2 separate regions of the Sus scrofa genome follow, and region 1 is linked to region 2. The links are chromatin contacts, called in public HiChIP or PLAC-seq maps. All regions are on one chromosome and are shown on one strand. The core of a region is the stretch at or near the end of the contact, and the rest is flanking DNA. Distances in the headings are between cores, read along the strand shown. Region 1 overlaps TAX1BP1 (tax1-binding protein 1). Region 2 overlaps JAZF1 (JAZF zinc finger 1).

Region 1 (6,556 bases), core at 3,427-5,926, 91 kb before region 2:
TATGTATTTAGTGATGTTGAATGTAGTTTATTAACTATGAACTGAGAAAATGGATACTCATGCATTACCATTGTGGCTCTAATTTTGCAGATTCAGATGGCTATTGTATTTGGATCTTTTAATCATGCTTAGTTTTTAAGATGAAAAGTGATCATTTCATAATCACCAAAATATGAATGTATTTATGAAATTAGTCTGGGGCCTTAGTGTGTTTTGGGAGGATAGTAAGATATGATAATTTAAAAAACGAATGTAAAGGTTTTAAAATTTATCGCCAAAATGTTTCTTGTGATCCTAAATGTAAGTGATATTAATAGGCTGTACAGCTAATTAATAAGTAGAAAGGTATTTTCTCTCTAGGTAGTAAAGTGTAATCCTATACATTTTAGGGTGTTATATGTGTGTGTTTGTGTGATTTGCATTTTTGTGTGTGTGACTAAAGGCCTGGAATTTTCAAATGGTTTACCTTTGCTTTGTTAATTGTACCTATCATCTAATTTTTAAATATAATACATATATATTTTTTGGTCTTTTGTCTGTTTAGGACTGCATCCACGGCATATGGAAGTTCCCAGGCTAGGGGGTCCAATCGGAGCTGTAGCCGCTGGCCTATGCCACAGCAACACAGGATCCGGGCTGCAACCTACACCATAGCTCACAGCAGTGCCATATCCTCATGGATGCTAGTTGGGTTCACTAACTGCTGAGCCATGAGGGGAACTCCCAAATATAATATTCTTTTATTTATTTATTTATTTATTATTTTTTTTTTATTTTCCCACTGTACAGCAAGGGGATCAAGTTATCCTTACATGTATACATTACATTTACATTTTTCCCCCAAATATAATATTTTTGACACCAAGAATTATTTTGTTGTGGGTGGTTTATTACAGGCTAAGGTAATTTACTGGTGGTCCTTTTTTATCTTTATCTGCTATCCAAATGAATTATTTATTTATTTTTTTGTTTTTTTTAGGGCCATACCTGCAGCATTTGGAGGTTCCCAGGCTAGGGGTCAAATTGGCACTACAGCTGCTGGCCTACACCACAGCCTTAGCAACACCAGATCTGAGCCAGGACTGGAACCTACACCACAGCTCACGGCAATGCCGGATCCTTAACCCACTGATGGAGGCCAAGGATCAAACCTGGATCCTCATGGATACTAGTCAGGTTCTTCTCTGCTGAGCCACGATGGTAACACCCCTGAATGAAATTTTAAAATTTATTTGATGAGGTTATTATTGTTTCTGGGATTCCTTTGGATATTGTTTTTATTGCTTAGCAGCTTCCTTTATTACAAAGTATGAATACTGAATTTGTATGAAATTTTATTTTAGCATATTGACTAAAAAAATGATTTAGTAAATATTTATTGAAGCCTGTTGCATATGAAGCGCTGTGTTGGCTGTTACATGGGTGGTCATATAACTGAGGCACAGTGCTGGGCTTAAGAAGTTTCTAGTTCAGCAGAAATTGCCGAAAGCGAGATGGTGATGTTCACAGCTCTTTCACATTCACAGCCTAGTAACCGTCTTCCAAACCTGTGGACGCTAAGTCATTTCACTTATGACCAAAAGGTACATTGAGATTAAACAACATATTTAAGGTTGCACAGCTGGTAAAATTGCTTGGCTTTTTGTTTAGGGCTCTTTCCCTTATTTTGTGCCATTTAGACAGAATCAGACATGCATGAGGCAAGGCGTGATGAAGTTGTACATAAATTATGTCTACATACCTTAGGACTGCTTCCATTGGAGTATTTGTTGGGGTGGGGGAAGACAGGTAATTCCGAGATGCTGAAGAATAAGAACCAAGGAAAATACACGGGTACAGTAATGGGAATTATTTTGATAGAATGCTATAAACTAGAAGGGTAAGAAGAGAGTGAAGTAATGAAAAAAATTAACGATGGTTTTCTTTCTTTCTTCAGCTTCAGTTGGCAGAGAAAGACAAAGAGATAAGTGGTCTGACTTCACATTTGGAAAACCTCTCCAGAGGGAAGGTATTGAACAATGTATTTTTATTTATTTTTATTTTATTTTATTTTATTTTTTTGTCTTTTCTAGGGCCGCACCCATGGCATAAGGAGGTTCCTAGGCTAGGGGTTGAATTGGAGCTGTAGCCACCAGCCTACGTCAGAGCCACAGCAACGATAGATCTGAGCTGCATCTTCGACCTACACCACAGCTGATGGCAACACCGGATCCTTAACCCACTGAGTGAGGCCAGGGATCGAATCCGAAACCTCATGGTTCCTAATAGGATTCATTAACCACTGAGCCACGACGGGAACTCCTGAACAATGTATTTTTAAAAAAATATTTCATAGGACACTTGATGCTTTATGAAAGGACACACATTTTACAGTTCATGTGAGAGTGATTTTTTTAAAGTTAAATGGATAAAGAAAAGACATGTTAAAACCCTTAGGTAGAAAACCTTTTTATTTATATTTTAAAATACCTTATTTTGGTAGGAGAAAAATGTTCAAGTGTTGAAACTTGGTTTGATTTTCATTACGTAGTTTATATTAAACCTTAATGTGCAAATTTAGGAGAACAGTAAACAAATTTAAATGATACCTAATGTATTTATCCTGTTTTCTTTTGTAATGGGAAACCTTTTAGAAGTTAATGACTTGTATCATAATGTAACATTCAAACAGAGCATACACATATAATATAAAACATGCTCTAGTGCAGCATTTCTCGCAGTGTGGTTTGTGGTCCTTTGGCGGGAGGGTTGGGCGGGGGTCCCCATCCCCTTTTAGAGGTCTACGAAGGTAAACCTGTTTTCACAGTACTGCAACATTGGCTTTTTTCCTCGACGGTGCCACATTTTTGCTGTTGGCAGTTTCAGGATTGCTAGAGCCATATCACATGAGAAGGAAATCTATTTAATTGCAATTCTCCCTTCCACCCCTATTGTCAGTATGTTGTATTCAAATGTTGTTTGCATTAATTCTCTCTCCCTCACTCTCTCATCCTCCTCACCTCCCCTGCCCCCTTCAGTGAGGGGTAATAAAATGACAACTGGGTTACAAAAAATCCCTGCAAATAAACAGTGGGTTAAAGCTAATTAAAACAATAGGAGCACAATTGAAGAGTAAGAAATTGTTTTAAATTTCTGGTATGAGTTTTGGTCAGATGTATTTCAAAGTTAAAACAGTGGTGACTCAATCAGATCTGGCAAGAAATCGATAAAATATATTCCAAATGTTTAAGACAACTTTTTTTTTTTCCTTTGTTGGCTGCCCTGCAGCATATGGAGTTCCTGGGCCAAGGATCATCTCTGAGCCTCAGTCAAGATCCAAGCCGCAGCTGTGGCAGTGTCAGATCCTTAACCCACTCTGCTGGGCCGGGGATCGAACCTGGGGGAACCTGCGATCCAGCGCTCCCAAGACACTGCTAATCCCATTGTGCCACAGCAGGAACTACTAAGACAACTTTTTGAAATAGGATTTACTTTCACAATTCTTGGTAAGAAACCTTGGCTCTAAGTGTGTTTTGTGCTTAGAGTTAATAACTGATGCTAGAGAGAAGCAGTCAAGATACTTAATATATATTTTACATTTATAAAGTACACACTTCATATATAACATTTATGTATATAATTTACACATAAAATCATAATTTTAGTTATTTTGAAGTTTCATGTATGACAGTGAAAGATAGTTGTGATTCTAATCATTTGTACACTGTGTTATAAATGGACGAAATCACACAGAGAAAACAATGTAATGACAGTTACGCTGCATAGCAAATTACCTGAAAATGTAGCGGCTTACAACAACACTTGAGAGTTCCTGTTGTGGCTCAGCAGGTTAAGGACCTGAAATTACCTCTGTGAGGATGCAGGTTTGATTCCTGGCCTCGCTCAATGGGTTAAGGATCCAGCATTGCCACAATCTGTGGGGTAGGTCATAGGTGCGGCTCGCATCCAGTGTTGCCCTGGCTGTGGCCTAGGCCTCAGCTGAGAGTAGGATTCGACCCCTGGGTTGGGAACTTCCATATGCTGCAGGTGCGGCTGTAAAAAGACAAAAAAAGAGGGAAAAAACCCAAAATTTCTTATCTCACTGTTTTGTTTTGTTTTGTTTTAAATGTAATTGATTTACAATGTTGGTCAATTTTTTTCTGTACAGCAAATTGACCCAGTCATATTATATATATACACACACAAACACACATATACATACATACATACACACACACACACACACTTTTTTCTCATATTATCGTTCATCATGTTCTGTCACAGAGTGGATATCGTTCCCTGAATCTTACAGTTTTTGTGAGTCAGGAATCCAGGTGTGGCTTAGCCTGGTCCTCTTTAATTTAGACATCTCACAGAACTGCAGCCAGGGTGTCAGATGGCACTCAGTGAGCTCACGGGTGTAGATTCACTTCCGAGCTCACTTGTTGTCAGAACTCAGTTCCTTGGTGGTTGTTAAATGAGGGCCACACTTGTCTCCCCAGGAGGTCACTCCCCTCCTCTACCTTTGACTGAAGTGAAAGGTTATTCAAACTACAGGCAAGGTAACCTTTAAAAATGTACAGCTGATCCCTTCCTTGTTTAAAGCCCTTTAGTGGGCCTTCCGTGCACTAGAGCACTTAGATAAATGCCAAAATTCTCAGCATAGCTTAGATCATTTTATATAGGTGGCCTCCAATTTCTCTTTCTGGTCCCATTTTAAACCACAGTTTCCTGTTTAACTCTTCTCTGTTGTAGAACCTCTCTCAGTAGTGGTTCTCAATTTTGAGCTTTTATTAGAATCACCTGCATTATTTGTTAAAACACAGGTTTCTGGGTTCTGTTCCCAGGGTTTCTGATTTGTAGGTCTGTGATGGCGCTTAAAATTTATACTTTCAACAAATTGCTATTGCTGCTGGTCCGGGGACCATACTTACTGTTCTAGTCCCCAAGGCCTTACAACTCATGAATTGCTTTCTTGTTTCAGGGCCTTTCTTCATGTTCTTGGCCTGAAATGTTCTTGCCTACAATTCTTGGTTAACTTTTTTTAAAAGAAGAATTTAAACATATATAAGAATAGAATAATACAGTGAGCTTGTTTGTGCTCCTTATGAGCAATCTACAGGTGTTGCTTCATGGCTGTCTCATTTTATCTTGTTAACCCTAATTGCCTTCTTTCTTCCTCCAGTGGTAGTTTTTTTCCTAGTCTATCCCATAATTTCTATTATTTTACACTAAATGTCTAATTATTCCTACCACTCATATTAAATAACTCTTCTTTAGAGAGGCCTTCTTTGACCTCGCAGTCTAAATTAGATGCCTTTATTAAACTTACACCTGGGAACTGTACTTTTATTTCATAGCACTTATTAAAATTTGTGATTTTAATATTTATCTCTGTGCTTATTTATCTAACTCCCTTTGCTTAATTGTAAGGTCCATGAAGACAGGGGCGGTGTCTGTCTATCTTACCACTGTATTTATAGCTCCTAGTACAGTGCCAGATACTTGAAGTTAAATATTTGTTGAATGACTGAGCATATTAATGTGGCAAACATAATTCATAGCATTTGCTTATATAAGCGTTTGATAAAAGAAACATTGGGATCAGCAGTTTTATTGTCAGTTAATACCCTGCCCTGTCAGGAAAGCAGTGGTAGACCAGTTTGCTGTCTCCTTCCTATCTTCTTGAGTTACTCTTGATTTTCCAGCTAGTGACACTATAGTTTTACATTACTACTTCTTCCTCTTTTTTTTTGGTCTTTTTAGGGCTGCACCTGAGGCATATGGAAGTTCCCAGGCTAGGGGTCAAATTGGAGCTGTGGCCTTTGGCCTACGCCAGAGCCACAGCAACGCTAGATCCGAGCCACGTCTGTGACCTCTACCACAGCTCACAGCAATGCCGGTTCCTTAACCCACTGAGTGAGGCCAAGGATCGAACCTGTGTCCTCATGGTTGCTAGTCAGGTTCGTTTTTGCTGAGCCACGACGGGAACTCCAAGTTTTACATTACTTCTAAAGACTGTATTTAAAAGAATTTGTTTGCTGTTTCAACAGCTTGGTTAATGTTTGTCTTCTTCCCAAGAGTTTCTCAGAACCCTCAGTCCTACCCTGATCCTCTGCAGGGTTAGGGTTAGGATTGAGTTCTGTTTGGTCAGCCCTGAAACCTGGATCTACACAGTGCTCGGAATGAACCAAGTGATCATTAAGCATTAGTAGAATAAATGAAAAAATGGAAGTATCACCATCTGACAGAATGTGTGTTACTTATTTTGTTTCTTGTCCATCTTTCTCCATTCTAAATATAAGCTTCATGTGGGCAGGGATTTCTGTGTATTTTGGTTACTCCTAAATCCCTAGTGCCAGGAGAGTAGTGCCTGCCACATAGTAGCTACTCAATAAATGTTTACTAAACATATTTGTGAATAAAAACTCAGTATAGTTTTTTTATTAAAAAGCAAACTAGCTCCCTCATAACTATATATAAAAATAATTTTAATAGTATGAAGTAATTTAGTATATCTCTTAGGATTAAATACTCTCTTAAATTTATTTAGAAACTTAATATAGTTTAAGATATC
Region 2 (6,125 bases), core at 2,102-4,601:
ACAAACAGGTGAGCAACCTAGACTTAGGCGTCATCCCCCAACAAGAGAGGAAAGAAGGAGAGCAGGGGAGGAGGGGTGGGGGGGATAAGGGTTGAGAAGAGAACTGGAATGGGGATGGCTGCGTTTTAGAGGGCGGGAGGAAGAGGAGCCCCCAAGGTCGCTGAGGAATAGCGTTCTCACCATTTTTTCAGGCTTAATAATTGATTATTCTTCTTAATTTTTTTTTAGCCCTTTACAAATTTTTTTTTAATTTTTATTTTAGGGCTGCACATGCAGCCTATGGAAGTTCCCAGGCTAGGGGTCGAATCAGAGCTATAGCTGCCGGCCTATGCCACAGCCACAGCAATGTCGGATCCAAGAGGTGTCTGTGACCTACTCTGCAGCTCATGGCAATGCCAGATCCTTAACCCACTGAGCAGGGCCAAGGATCAAACCCACGTCCTCATGGATACTAATGGGGTTTACAACCCGCTGAGCCACAATGGGGATTCCTATTTTTTTTTTTTTGGCCCACACCCATGGCATGCAGAGGTTCTTGGGTGATAATGCCAGGGCCTTAACCCGCCACACCACAGGGAAACTCCATCCTTTTACATTTTTAGATAAGCATCTTAAATGTAATCTTTAATTGTAAGATCTGCCTTTTGCTAAAGAGTACATTTATTTATTCACATGACTGTTTTATGCAAAGACGTCTTTCCTTTGAAAGGTACGATGGTTACTCCCTCTAGCTCAGAGCCCGGCACACTCTGTGCAGAAAAACGTTAGCTCAAGACACAGCCTCCCATGGCTTTGATGCAGTGTGCAGGAAGTGGTTCAAACTCAATTCCAAACCGTCCACAAAACCCCTTCATAATGAGATCCCAACAACTTGTTAGAGGAAAAGCTCTGACGCAGGGTATTTTACGATGATTTTCACTTAAACCTCCCTTTCAGTCGCCTGGGCAAGTCAGTCTTCAAGAAGTTATCCAATCCTGTATTTCTTACTGTGTAATCCAAGCTACCCAGAGAAAAAGTCCACTCCTTTTCCTTGTTGAGAATAAAAGGTCTGCTCAGGATGCCTTTAGGGTAAGGAGTTTCACTTGGGTAAGATCTGAGACCAAACCCTCTTTGGCCTTGGAGAGGATGAGAAAGATCTTGGGCCAGTTTGCCCCATACTCTTTTTTTTTTTTGTCTTTTTGCCATTTCTTGGGCCGCTCCCACGGCATATGGAGGTTCCCAGGCTAGGGGTCTAATCGGAGCTGTAGCCACCAGCCTAAGCCAGAGCCACAGCAACGCGGGATCCAAGCCGAGCCTGCAACTTACACCACAGCTCACGGCAACGCCGAATCATTAACCCACTGAGCAAGGCCAGGGATCGAACCTGCAACCTCATGGTTCCTAGTCGGATTCGTTAACCACTGCGCCATGACGGGAACTCCTGCCTCATACTCTTTATCCTGTGGAATGACACAGTGTCTGGAACTCCCACTGACTTCGAAAGAAAATGTCCCACCCACACCTGTGGATGGAAGAGGCTTATGCAGAGACAAGAAAGGTACGAGTGAGGCCATCACGGGCCGGCTAAGATTAAGGCTACAATTAAAACAAAAACCCTAGAAAACCCATTAAAACACTTCCATTATTTACAATGAGGCTTTAGTGACTATTCACCACACGAGTGGCCCTAAAATGCATGAACTGGGGAGAGAGGAATTCTGGGGACTCACAGGCAGGCAGCATGCACACAGAGGGCCAGCGTTGCCTATTAAAACTGGGAAAAGACCAGAGGATGCCAACGTGAAGCTCCCGAGTGTAGCAGTTAGGGTTTGCAAACACGGTGCTGAACTGCCAAAGGCCCGGCTTTGGCCTGCCTATGCCATTAACCACACTTTCTCTGTGCGAGCACCGATCCCTGGGAGAAGGGGACGAGTCTGTGAGGAGGAGCCGTTTAGTGGGTAATTCATGGAATGGAACCCCGGTGCCTTTAAAAGAGTCGATTCCTCTGCTGAGGGTCCCTGAGAATGTGCCTCATCAGGCCTAACGGGACAAAAGGGAGATCATTACAGAAGAGCGTACATGATTTATTTATTTATTTTTTTTGGTAACCAAATTGACTTTTTCTGATCTTTTCAATTCTAAAATTTCCACCACTACAATGCAACCCACTGTTAACAAAAAACCAAAAACCAGAATAAGGTCACCCCTGGACAAGCAGGACAGGTGAGGAGAGAGCGGTATTTCCAAGGCCTGGCTTCTCTTGCTCTCTGCCTGCAGGTGGGGCAGGGACGTGGATACAGAGACCCCGTCATGAACAGCGCTGGGTGGACCAGGCCTGGGTGACCTCCGAGGGTGCCGGGGTGGAAGGCACTTGTTCTCTTGAGGCTGAATCAGAGCTCACTTCCAGTCCTCCTTTCCCCTCCACCTTCTGCCTGAGAGAAATCTCCAGAAAAAAAAATCCAGCCTGCCTGTGGGAGCCTTTCCAGGTGCCCTCTTCCTCTTACGTGCGAGCAAAGAGATTCTTTGGCCGCTTTCATTCCGACCTCCTTTTCCTCTACCTGAAGCCTGACTTCTCCCATTTATTCCTGGTGAGGTTCTGACTCAGCAGGGACGTGGTGCACGAAGACAAAGATGAAAACTGCCTGGCTCTCCCACCTGCTGATCGCATGCCTGTGGTCAAATGCTTAAACGCTCTCATCTGTAAAATGGGGGTATGATTTACTTATTTATTTACTTCTGCCAACTCTGGAAGAATGAAAGGGAACTCTCCAGGATCCATAAAATACAATCAAATGGAATGACGGATAAGAAACAGGCTGAAGAAGCAGGGCAAAAATCAGACGGGGGATATAGCAGAGAGGCAGGGATGGGGCTGAAACAGAGGGGGCTGAGAACGCCTAGGACAGTGCTGCTCTGTGGGCCGAATGTTCCTGAAGATCCTTGGAGAGGGCAAAACTGTGATTGAATGCAGGGAACGGCTCCCTTTTCAGCAGCTCCTGTGCACAGGACTGGGAGCTGCAGTTCTCTTTCACAAGGACGTATGAGGGACAAGGGCCAAGGGAGATGTGGAGAGGAGGAAGCCAGGCCTCCTGGCTCGCCAAGTCCCCTGGTGCGGGAAGCCTGGGGGACAGCAGATTCTACAGCAGAATGGGGGAGTTGTCGGGGCAGGAAGAGGCTGCAAGCAGAGCCGTGTAAGGTCAGACTAGGGTCTTGGATATTAAGATCCGTGCGTGCAGTCAGCCTCAGCTTCTGTTCTCTATGTCCGAATGAATCCATATACCTTCTGGTTTCAGACTGCATTTCTGACTCTCGAGTGTTTAAGCACCACTGCCAGGAAAGCAGCCCTCACGTCTCTTCCTAAAAATGGAAAATCCTGCTCGCCGGCCAGGGCTAAGAGAGGCATGTGCCAACGCTGACCTCGCCGTTCTTACTGTGTCTCCTGTATGGATGTGCCACTTCTCCAAAAGGACTGGGTGACATTAACTTTCATTTTTCACACAGAGCCCTTTGCGCATCTTTAATGTCTGTTCAACCTTAACTCCATCTCGTGCTCCAGGTTCCCACAGCAAAGGGGCCTCTGAATTTCCCCAGACGTGCATGGGGCTCGTCTTTCTTTTAGAATCTGCCCCTCTCGTGTGCTAATGGAACCTATTTTATTTGTGGCAGTAACCAGAGTGCCCTTTGCCTTGAGTAAAGAATTTTAGCTGGGGAAGAAATGAGCCCTAGCTCTTCAAAGCAAGGATTAGACTAGCCTCGGTAACCAATAAGATGGTGCGACCACCAGCCATTTGTAGCTACAAATTGCTGTTAAGAGTTTACTATCAGGATGGTCCCTTCAAGCAGGCCCTATTAAAAAAATAATCACCATCTGCTAGACTCCCTTCTTTTTTATTAAACTGGTCATTAATTACTGGTAACAACTAATTTCGTCTGGATTTTATTGAGTAATTATAAAATAAACAGGGAAGGATATCAAACTTCCTGCCTTGCTGAGGGTAGGAATTCTTTATAACGCTATGTTTCAAAGGGGGGCTGTAATAAAACACTAAATTCCATTTAATATGCTAATTATAATTCTCAAAATTCATCCTTCCTGCGGTTAACGAGTGCCTTCTTTCAGCTTAGCTCAGCCTGACTTCAGCTTGGGTCATTAAATAGAAACTAGTTTTCACCCACTGGTAACAATAGATCTTTCATTGGTTATTGCCTAATTAATTGAGGTGCATAATTTGATCACTACAACTTTTAAAAAATTTCATATTCCAGGTATCGTATAACAATAGGCTCTCATTCTAGAGTAATTTAAAATGGAATGAGTTTTAATGTTTTGATTCGTACAGGTTTATTATCCTGGATAAGGTAAAGTGCAAAGTTTTACCAGTGCTTTTCGACTATAACATTTAGGTTAAAACATTTGAAACAAGTCATTAATTTAATAACATGCTCATCCAAAACAAATCATAACTCATTTCTTTTTACTGCAAAAGTAATTGAGTAATGAATAATGAAACTCATCCCACGGAAAAGGGCAGTAAATATGTTGATTTTATTATTAATACTCAATTTTGGTTAATAAGGCAGCTATTAAATTTGAAACAGGATGGGTTTGATTTACTGACTTATTCAAGATAACAGTGAACTATTATCTAGTAAATACCAGGGTTCTTGCAAGAGAAGATCTGATTATGAAATAGACGAATTCAGGAGTTCCCGTCGTGGCGCAGTGGTTAACAAATCCGACTAGGAACCAGGAGGTTGCCGGTTCAGTCCCTGCCCTTGCTCAGTGGGTTAAGGATCCGGCGTTGCCGTGAGCTGTGGTGTAGGTTGCAGACTGGGCTCGGATCCCGCGTTGCTGTGGCTCTGGCGTAGGCCGGTGGCTCCAGCTCCGATTCGACCCCTAGCCTGGGAACCTCCATATGCTATGGGAGCAGCCCAAGAAATCCCAGAGGGGGGGAAAAAAAAATAGATGAATTCAACTGAATTTCAGCTCACATTTATCTGACTTCTAACTATCTGACTTCAATCATCACATGTTCCTGCAAAGAGTTTTAATTGTGTGTGTGTGCATATGCACGCATACATGTGTGTGAGAGAGGCGGATAGAGGGCCCGAGGACAGCTTTCTACATCACTCTGCACCCTGGTGAAGTGGAATTCTCTGGTGCATCAGTATTGGTTTGGTCACTCTTATGAACTCTTAGAGTTCCTAATAAAATACCAAGAAGACATTAGCTACATCCAAAAGGTGGTCTGTAGTCTAAGATTCAAAGACAAAACTAGCAATGGTTCAGGAAAAAGAGGAAAAAACTTATTAAATGTAAGGGGCACTAGTGGAATGTGTTTTTTAAAATGGCTGTAAACAGGATTACAGTTGATTCTTCAGTTATTCACGGCAGTGAATATAAAATTGGGGCAAACCCTGAGTCAGTGAATCCTGAGCCACTGTGTTGCAAGTACTGATTATGGGTTTACCGAGAAATTCTACTGAGTAGGCGAATTCGCAAATACAGAACGCGCAAATGCTGAGGACTGACTGTACCTTTCACCACGAGCTTATATTCACTCACCCAGCATTATGTTTGCTTATCTGCTGTAGTTCTTTTCACTTATAAGACAACCCCGGCCCCATTCTAAGCCCTTCACACAATGGCAGGGCTCAGAATACATACTTTATTAAGCCTGAAAAAATTTCTGGGAATTATTAACTCTCAGAAGAATTGGAATACTAGCCAAAGCTTTGAGTATATTTTGAAGACATTTCAAGTTCTTGTCAAACATTTTCTTATTTATCTGCATATTTCAGAGAAGGGCTTCGTTTCACACTGAGATGTTAAGTAATATCCTAGGTTTGCATAACTCCAAATCAACAATGACATTTTTTATATGAGATTCAACAAAAGACTTCTTGCCTGTTACCTTCATAGGAACAATACTCACGACTTAATCTTATGGTTCATGTATAACACCTCTATTCAGGAGAGCTGAAATTCAATTAAAATTTTTAAGTGGTTACATATATGAGCATCTGGGCCAGAGATCACAAATTGATGGCCTAAAGGATGCTGCCATGAGAAAATGAGATCTGACATGGCAATCCAGATTTCCAGATTCTTTCGGAAAATCAGCAGCTCTGGCATCTTTGGGCCT

The links. HiChIP or PLAC-seq counts read pairs in DNA pulled down with a chosen protein or histone mark.
Region 1: a contact with region 2 is called in an H3K27ac HiChIP or PLAC-seq map of skeletal muscle, with 2.5 times the contacts expected there. The contact joins two enhancer-like sites. A contact is called at or near these places in 10 of 47 Hi-C or Micro-C datasets (alveolar macrophages, brain, embryonic fibroblasts and 6 more) and 1 of 2 datasets of contacts at active chromatin or transcription factors (skeletal muscle).

The regions. Positions count from the first base shown.
Region 1 is chr18:44,844,996-44,851,551 of Sscrofa11.1, reverse strand. It overlaps TAX1BP1 (tax1-binding protein 1), which reads left to right. Exons shown (of 16, transcript XM_021079294.1): 14 at 1,937-2,008. Among named protein-coding and RNA genes, the nearest start is that of TAX1BP1, 62 kb to the left of the region's middle. Within about 2 kb of position 4,676, at least 5 of the 83 cell types and tissues checked have an H3K27ac peak or open chromatin away from gene starts, as enhancers often do. A contact at or near this core is called in skeletal muscle, where this site is marked.
Region 2 is chr18:44,752,982-44,759,106 of Sscrofa11.1, reverse strand. All of the region lies in intron 2 of JAZF1 (JAZF zinc finger 1), which reads right to left. Among named protein-coding and RNA genes, the nearest start is that of TAX1BP1, 150 kb to the left of the region's middle. Within about 2 kb of position 3,351, at least 6 of the 83 cell types and tissues checked have an H3K27ac peak or open chromatin away from gene starts, as enhancers often do. A contact at or near this core is called in skeletal muscle, where this site is marked.